Linked DNA regions of Mus musculus: region 2 is linked to region 1. Evidence: chromatin contacts called from public HiChIP or PLAC-seq data. All regions are on one chromosome and are shown on one strand. The core of a region is the stretch at or near the end of the contact, and the rest is flanking DNA. Distances in the headings are between cores, read along the strand shown. Region 1 holds the start of Dusp11 (dual specificity phosphatase 11 (RNA/RNP complex 1-interacting)). Region 2 has its middle 22 kb from the start of Fam136a.

What was found. HiChIP or PLAC-seq counts read pairs in DNA pulled down with a chosen protein or histone mark.
Region 2: an H3K27ac HiChIP or PLAC-seq map of embryonic stem cells shows a contact between it and region 1, with 2.7 times the contacts expected there. The contact joins the enhancer-like site here to the promoter of Dusp11 in region 1. A contact is called at or near these places in 11 of 115 datasets of contacts at active chromatin or transcription factors (bone marrow-derived macrophages, embryonic forebrain, embryonic hindbrain and 6 more) and 2 of 9 other capture datasets (adipose tissue and pancreatic islet).

The regions. Positions count from the first base shown.
Region 1 is chr6:85,959,940-85,963,543 of GRCm38.p6, reverse strand. Dusp11 (dual specificity phosphatase 11 (RNA/RNP complex 1-interacting)) reads left to right here and starts at 1,877. Exons shown (of 9, transcript NM_028099.4): 1 at 1,877-2,106. The coding sequence starts at 2,009.
Region 2 is chr6:86,342,016-86,345,619 of GRCm38.p6, reverse strand. No RefSeq gene overlaps it. Among named protein-coding and RNA genes, the nearest start is that of Fam136a, 22 kb to the left of the region's middle. Within about 2 kb of position 1,794, at least 13 of the 459 cell types and tissues checked have an H3K27ac peak or open chromatin away from gene starts, as enhancers often do. A contact at or near this core is called in embryonic stem cells, where this site is marked.

The DNA.
Region 1 (3,604 bases), core at 628-3,127:
CGGGTCCTGAGATTGTGTAGGAACTTCAGACTTGGGCTCCTCTTTTATTTCAGGGTTATTTTTGGTGCTTGCTAAAATATAAAGCCATGATGTCCACAGCTATTGTGACACCTGGCAAAGCGATATCAGTAAAACTGGCTGTGGATGGAAAGGTGAGCTGACAGCATTTTTGACAAATAGAATGAATTGCTTTTTTAAAAGTGTATTTCATCCCAGTAATTTCTTGTCTAGGTATTCAGATGCAGTATACACCTATAGGAATGTTCACACCACAGTGTTTTCTGTAATAGTAGATCAGAAACACAAACCAAACCAAACAAAAACTCCAATCAGGTTAAGGTGGCCCATACCCTTAATTCTAGAGCTGAAAAAGGAGCAGGCCGATCTCTGTGATTTCAAGGGTAGGTTACTCTACAAAGCAAGTTCCAGATCACAGAGCATTACATAATGAGAACTTACCTTAAAACAAAAAAACTCCAAACAGGTAGAGGAATTTCAATATTGGAATGGTTTAAAAAAAAAAAAAAAGTTGGGGGGGGGGTTGGAGAGAAGGCTCAGCAGTTAAGAGCATCGACTGCTCTTCTGAAGGTTGTGAGTTCAAATCCCAGCAATTTCATTTCTACATGGTGGCTCACAACCATCTGTAATAAGATCGGATACCCTCTTCTGGTGTGTCTGAAGACAGCTACAGTGTACTTACATATAATAAATAAATAAATCTTAAAAAAAAAAGTTGGACCGGGCCATGGTGGTGCATGCCTTTAATCCCAGCACTTGGGAGGCAGAGGCAGGCAGATTTCTGAGTCCGAGGCCAGCCTGGTCTACAGAGTGAGTTCCAGGACATTCAGGGCTACACGGAGAAACCCTGTCTCGAAAAAGAAAAAAAAAAGTTGGTATTTTTAATTATGTTGGTTATAATAAGTGTCCTGTGTCATTCAAAATTAGGAAGAATATGTATGTTTCCCTGCCTGTGACACTATACACACATATATGGATGGAGAAATATGTTAAATATATCAAATAAGGAGAAATATGTTGTATAAAACTTTTGATTTATTTCTTTTTGGCGGAAAAAAAAGATACACCCGTGTGAAAGCAAATATCATGTATATACAAAATGTAAACAATTGACAACGTTCACGAAGAATGCAGGGATCAGAGGGTTGGGGCTGGATTGTCTGTTCCTCATTTGGAGCAGTTCGGGTGGCGCTATGAGACCCCAACTTAGAGCGTTTCTCCCTGGAAGGTAAAGCCCCTGGATGTTCCCCAAGCTTGTTTTCCCTGATCTTTAAAAATACAGCTAGAAAGAAGCTCTTTGTTCTCTATAGCCAGCAAAAAGCCTTTTTGTTTCTATACTGTACAACCAGAGATGCCTGCCTTCCTGTGCCGAGGACACGGAGATAAAAATTCAGAAAGAACTCACTCCCCACTCCTGCCTTGTAAATTTCACCAAGGACGCCCAGAAGAGCTCTTCCCAACTCCTCCCACTTCTCCTCCCAACTCCTCCCAACTCTCCTCCCAACTCCTCCTACCTCCTCAGCTAGCTGTTAAAAGTCCCCTAATGTCACCGCTCGGGGTTGAACTCCTCTGCCCTGCACGACAGAGGGACTTCTCCTCAGCTAGCTGATAATAAAACCTCTTGCAGTTTGCATCAGGTGCATCTTTTCTCTCGAGATGTTGGGGTGTTGGCCAGTTCATCCCAGGACTTGAGCAGAGGCCCAGCATCGGGGGTCTTACAGCGCTAGCAATTATTCACATAGCTACAAAACCGGCCTCCAGCTAAGTGCAGCACAGTCGAAACCGAAGGCAGGCTGACAAACCCTACTTTCAGTGCGACGTGTGTCGTCAGCACGGCGGGGCAAGGCGCATGCGCCCTAGCGAGACGTCGACGCGTCGCGTTCCTTTGCGGGCGCCTCTGGATCCCGCGGCCTCTTCTGGCCTCCCTGAAGTCGCCACTTTGGCCGCTCTGGCACGCCTGGCGTTGGGTGGGCGGCATCTCTGCGCCCACATGAACCAGCATTATGGCCGACATGGTCGTGGACGGGGCCGGGACTTTGCTGCCTGTGCCCCACCCAAGAAGAAGGGCAGAAACCACATCCCCGAAAGGTAAGCGCTTTGGTTCCGGGCTTGGCGTTCCGGCTGCCTCGGTGGCCTCGAGTCTCCGAGTGTTCCCTGGCCTCGCGCCCCGCCGCCTCCCAGGGTCCTCCGCGCCGAACCCCACCACACCTCCCCACCCCGCATTCTGGGGTCTTGGGTCTGTCCCGACAGGACTCTGTGGAGCTCGGGCCTGGGCGGAAGTGCGCGGTGGGGCGCGGCTGCCTGTATTGAGGCGTCCCTTGATCTCCGAAGCCACAGGCTTCTGCTTGTGTAGGCGCTGTGCCAGGATCCGGCCCGAGCTGTCGACACCCTTCACTCGGTACCGGCTCGAGGGGTTCTCTTGCTTTCAGGATTCGGAAAGCGGAGGTGTCCTTTGAGGGAGTTAACCCTGCCTGGGCCAAGGGCTAGTTTTAGGATTTTGCTCACTGGTGCAATGAACCCTTTACTTGCGGCTGTTTGCTTCCCCTCTCCGATTTCATCTCCACAAAAAACGTGGCTAGACCGGCCTCTCCCCTTCCTAGAATTCATCAAATCCTTTTTTTTTTTTTTTAATCTCCACAAATAAACAATACCTAAAACTCAGGATCGACAGAATGCTCTGCCCCGACTTCCCGGACTTCAGTAAGCACTTCTTTTTTATGTCTACAAATGAGCACTATCTAAAATTCAGGATGGACGTGATGGCCTCTCTCCCTTCCCAGAGTGGATATCTTTAGATCCTGTCAGCTAACCTCCAACATCATCCCAGTGTAGAACTTGCCTGACAGCTTGCAGAAGACAGCTGTCTGTCCACTGGACAATCCATTTTTAACATACCTTCTATAGTTAACTATTTAACTATTAATTACTAAGTAAAGTATAAGTAAGTTATAAATAAATTGTTTATTGATATTTTAATGTAGCTTATTTCATTATTAAATTATCTATTGGATATAAAATTGTTAACTAAAAATTAAAAATAATTTTAGCTATTGCTTATTTGTGGAGATAAAGCAAGATAAATATCAAGTAGTAATTGTGAGACAGCTCATAGATGTAAGATAAAGCTTGACTTTAAGAATAAAAACCTTCGGGGCAGTTCCAGGACAGCCAGGGCTACACAGAGAAACCCTGTCTTGAAAAATAAAAACAAAAAAAAAGAATAAGAAGCCAACTTCTTGTCATGGTCTGTCACACTAGGTTCCATTGCTCTGGGGCCCACTATGTCTCCAGTCTGTCACCACTCTGTGCTCACTCTCTACTCCAGGGATGTGAATGAACCGGACTTATTTGTAATTCATGGCCATAGACCAACTCAGCTGTGACTCTCCACACTGACTTCTGATTGAACTGAATTTCGGGTTGTAAGAACTGGGAGATTTCTACATATTGAGTTGATTCACTGGTGTGGAAACTAAAAACAATATGCAGTGAAAGTATTGAATTTGAGGTCTGTCAGCCAGTGTGTAGGCATTCATTACTCCTTGCTGGTTAATAGTTTTAGTTACCATAAAAAGTATGAGTTTCA
Region 2 (3,604 bases), core at 545-3,044, 380 kb before region 1:
CTCTTGGACAAAGCACTTAACCGTGAGCCTGTGATGCTTCCGTGAAGCCTTGAGGTTTTACTGAACTCATGCAGCTGTGGGATACAAAGGGACTTAGGGTGAGGTATACAGGCATAATTGGATGCACATGTCTATACATCCGTCTGAAGGCTGGATACAATCCCTTAGATGTTGCCTGGACTGGGCATCTCATGCCGTGGTCAGTGTCTTTCATCCTCATTGGTAACAGGTTCCATACCTGCTCCTTCCTGACATTGACCAATTTTGATGTTGTATCACTTGGTGGAAAGGAGTGCAAAAGCAGATGCTTAGCCAATCAGGATGCTGCACCTAGTGGAAAGGAGTGCAAAAGCAGATGCTTAGCCAATCAGGACGCTGCACTCATTTGCCTACAGTGAGGAGTGGGCTGGAGATGAGTGTGTGATCTAAACAGGGCCAATCAGAACCTTCCTTGGTTCTTCTATGCAGAAGCAGACTTGAGGAGCCCTGGAGGTGGTGGTACTGGACCAGCTTCAACACCTGCTATGAGAACTGTAAAACCCTGGTCTTAGTCAGTGTTCTCTTGCTGTGAAGAGACACCATGACCACACTAACTCTTATAAAAGAATTAATTAGGATTGGTGTACAGTTTCAGAGGGTTAGCCCACTTTCATCATGGTGGGGAGCATGGCTCTACACAGGTAGACATGCTGATGGAGACATAGTTGAGAGTTCTATGCTGGGATCCATTGGGCCTGGCTTGGCTTTTTGAAATCTCAAAGCCCACCTCCAGTGGCACACTTTCTCTATCAAAGCCACACCTCCCAATCCTTTCAAATAGTGCCACTCCCTGGTGACCAACCATTCAAATCTACGAGCCCACGGGGGCTCGTCCATTCAAACCACTACAGCCCCTTTCGCCAGAAGGGAGGGGAGGGATTCTTCTTTTTAGTAAGAAGAAACTAGGGTTTAAAGAACCCGAGAAGTCACTAATGGCTCAGCAGCCAGCACCAGCAGAGAGAGGCTTAAGCCCAGACCGTAGTCTCTAGAAGCCTGTCATAATGTTATATTACCCTTCCATGGATGGCACAGTCATGGAGGCTCCAGCAACATCACTGTGGTACCCTTCGCCTGCCAGGTGGGCAATCACCGTTTTGAGCCATGGCTGTTCTCTGGGATGAGGTGAGCATTTTGCCTGCGGGCTAAAGGGTAACTGTGTTCTCAGTTCCCAGATGAACAGTGGGCAAAGCCCATCTGATGGTTATAGTTTATGTCATGCTGAAGGCGGGGCAGGCTCTTCCAGAAGTCTGATGCTTCAGACCCAAGAGGACTGTCAAAAAAAAAATGTCTCAATTCTGGAGGGCACGTGGGAATAACAAGCTTCAGGAGATGGTGGGCAGCGCTTTTTCCATTCAGATGTCTCTCCTCCTTTAATCAATTACCTTCCTCCGGGGAGGCTTCTGTCTACTTTTTCTTTTTCTGGAAAGGTCAGGCAGCAGGGACTGCATCCCTGCCTCCGCCCCTCCCCCCTCTATCCCCTTTCCGCACCCCCTCCCCCGGGATCTCAGCTCAGGCTTCCTAGTTCAGGGGTGAGATTTATCTTTCTTCCTCTTCTCAGAGAAGGATGAGTTCACAAGTGACAAGAGTGGTCTTCTGTTCTTCCTTTTTCCTTCTCCAAATGCTGAGAGAAGTGGGAGGCTAGCTTGCAAATGTCACGGAAGCCTGTAAAATGCTGAGCGCAGACGGATGCCAGGAATAGCTGGGGTTGCTGGATTGAGGAGATGGGCGACTCCATCATCTGCTAAGAATCCATTGTTCTGCAGCTGCCTGGACACAATGGCGAGGCTGAGGCAGGGGAGACAGAGGGGGTGGGGTGGGTACTGTGACTAGGTGTTTCTTTGCGAACCCCGCTTTGGGGGGGTGGGGTGGGGTTCTGTTGGGAAGAGGAGCAGGGCAGGGTTAGTCAACAGGCAGTCCATGGGTGGGTTTAGAACACCCAAAACCGGGGACTTTTGGGATAGCATTGGAAATGTAATTGAGGAAAATACGTAATAAAAAATATTAAAAAAAAAAAAAAAAAAAAAGAAAAGAAAAGAAAAAAAGAAAAGTGGTGCCAAGCCCCAAACTCAGTAGAAAAGCAACAGTATACCTCAAGGACAGATAATCATCCTACTTGACTCTATAGCCCACATTCTCAGTGCACAGATGCACAATGTAGGAATACATGTCCACCTGCACTTCCACACCCAAGGCTTTGCAGGTGAACTCAAACTAGCAACATGAGTGCTAGGAAGGACTTTCAAACCATAGCAGGGACCTTAAGATTTTTTTAAATATAATAAAACTCCTTTTTATTTGAAAAAAAAAAAAAAAAAAAAAACCACCCAAAACCAGGGCCACAAATCGCAACCAAACAAAGCAGAACAAAACAAACAAACAAACAAACAAACAAAAAAACCAACAAGTACTCAAACAAAGAAAGGGGGCAGGAGGCATCTCATTGGAAAGATTTTGAACTTCTTTGGGTAAAAGGAAACTTTGAAGTCTCCAAGGGCAAGTCTAGAATTTTCTTCAGTGTTTCATGTTGGGAGTTCCAGATGGTAGGTAGGCTTCATTAACTTCACAGGGCAAAGGCACGGCGTGGATTATGAGACTGTGTAGTCAAGGAAGACCTTGAATTCTGCTGGAATTACAGTGACGCACCTCCATCAGTTTATGTCCAGATTATGGTGCACCGGGCACAGAAGAGCATGCTAGGCAAATGCTCCACTCACTGAGTCACATGCCCAGCCCTGGGCTAGGAGTGCTACTGGGTTTAATGGTGCTGGAATTCTCTGTGGGCAGCAGATGGTTTGACAAGCAGGCTATGAGTGGACATAACAGACATTTTAAAATTATTTTTAAGATTTATTTTACTTATATGACTATTTTGGCTGCATATATGTATTTATACCACATGCATATACCCAGTGCTGAATAAAGTCAAAAGGTCAGAAGGTTAAAATAAGGCCTTGGATTCCTTAGAATTGGACTTACAGACAGCTGCGAGGTACCATGTGAGAGAGGTGCAGGGAGATCCACACAGTCTGCTGGAAATGGAGACAGAAAGGTCAAAATAAGTAATCTTAAATCAAAACATGGGGCTGGCGAGATGGCTTGGTGGTTAAGAGCACTGCTCTTCTGAAGATCCTGAGCAATTGACCTGGGTCAATTCCCAGCAACCAGATGGTGGCTCACAACCACCCGTAATGAGATCTGATCTTCTGGTGCATCTGAAGTCAGCTACAGTGTACTTATATATAATAATAAATAAATCTTTGGGCCTGAGCAAGTGGGGACTGAGTGGGGTTGACTGGAGTGAGCAGAGGTCCTAAATAATTCAATTTCCAACAACAACATGAAGCCTCACAACCATTTGTATAGCTACAGTGTACTCACATACGTAAAATAAACAAATAAATCTTTTAAAAAAAGGAAAGAAACCAAAACATGGCACAGGGCTTCTGGGAGACAACATACAAGATTGACCTCTGACCTCCATCTGCTGTGCATCCACACATCCACAAACACCCATGGACATTTACAGACCAGTTTGTTTTATCTATTTTATGGCAAGAGTAAACAG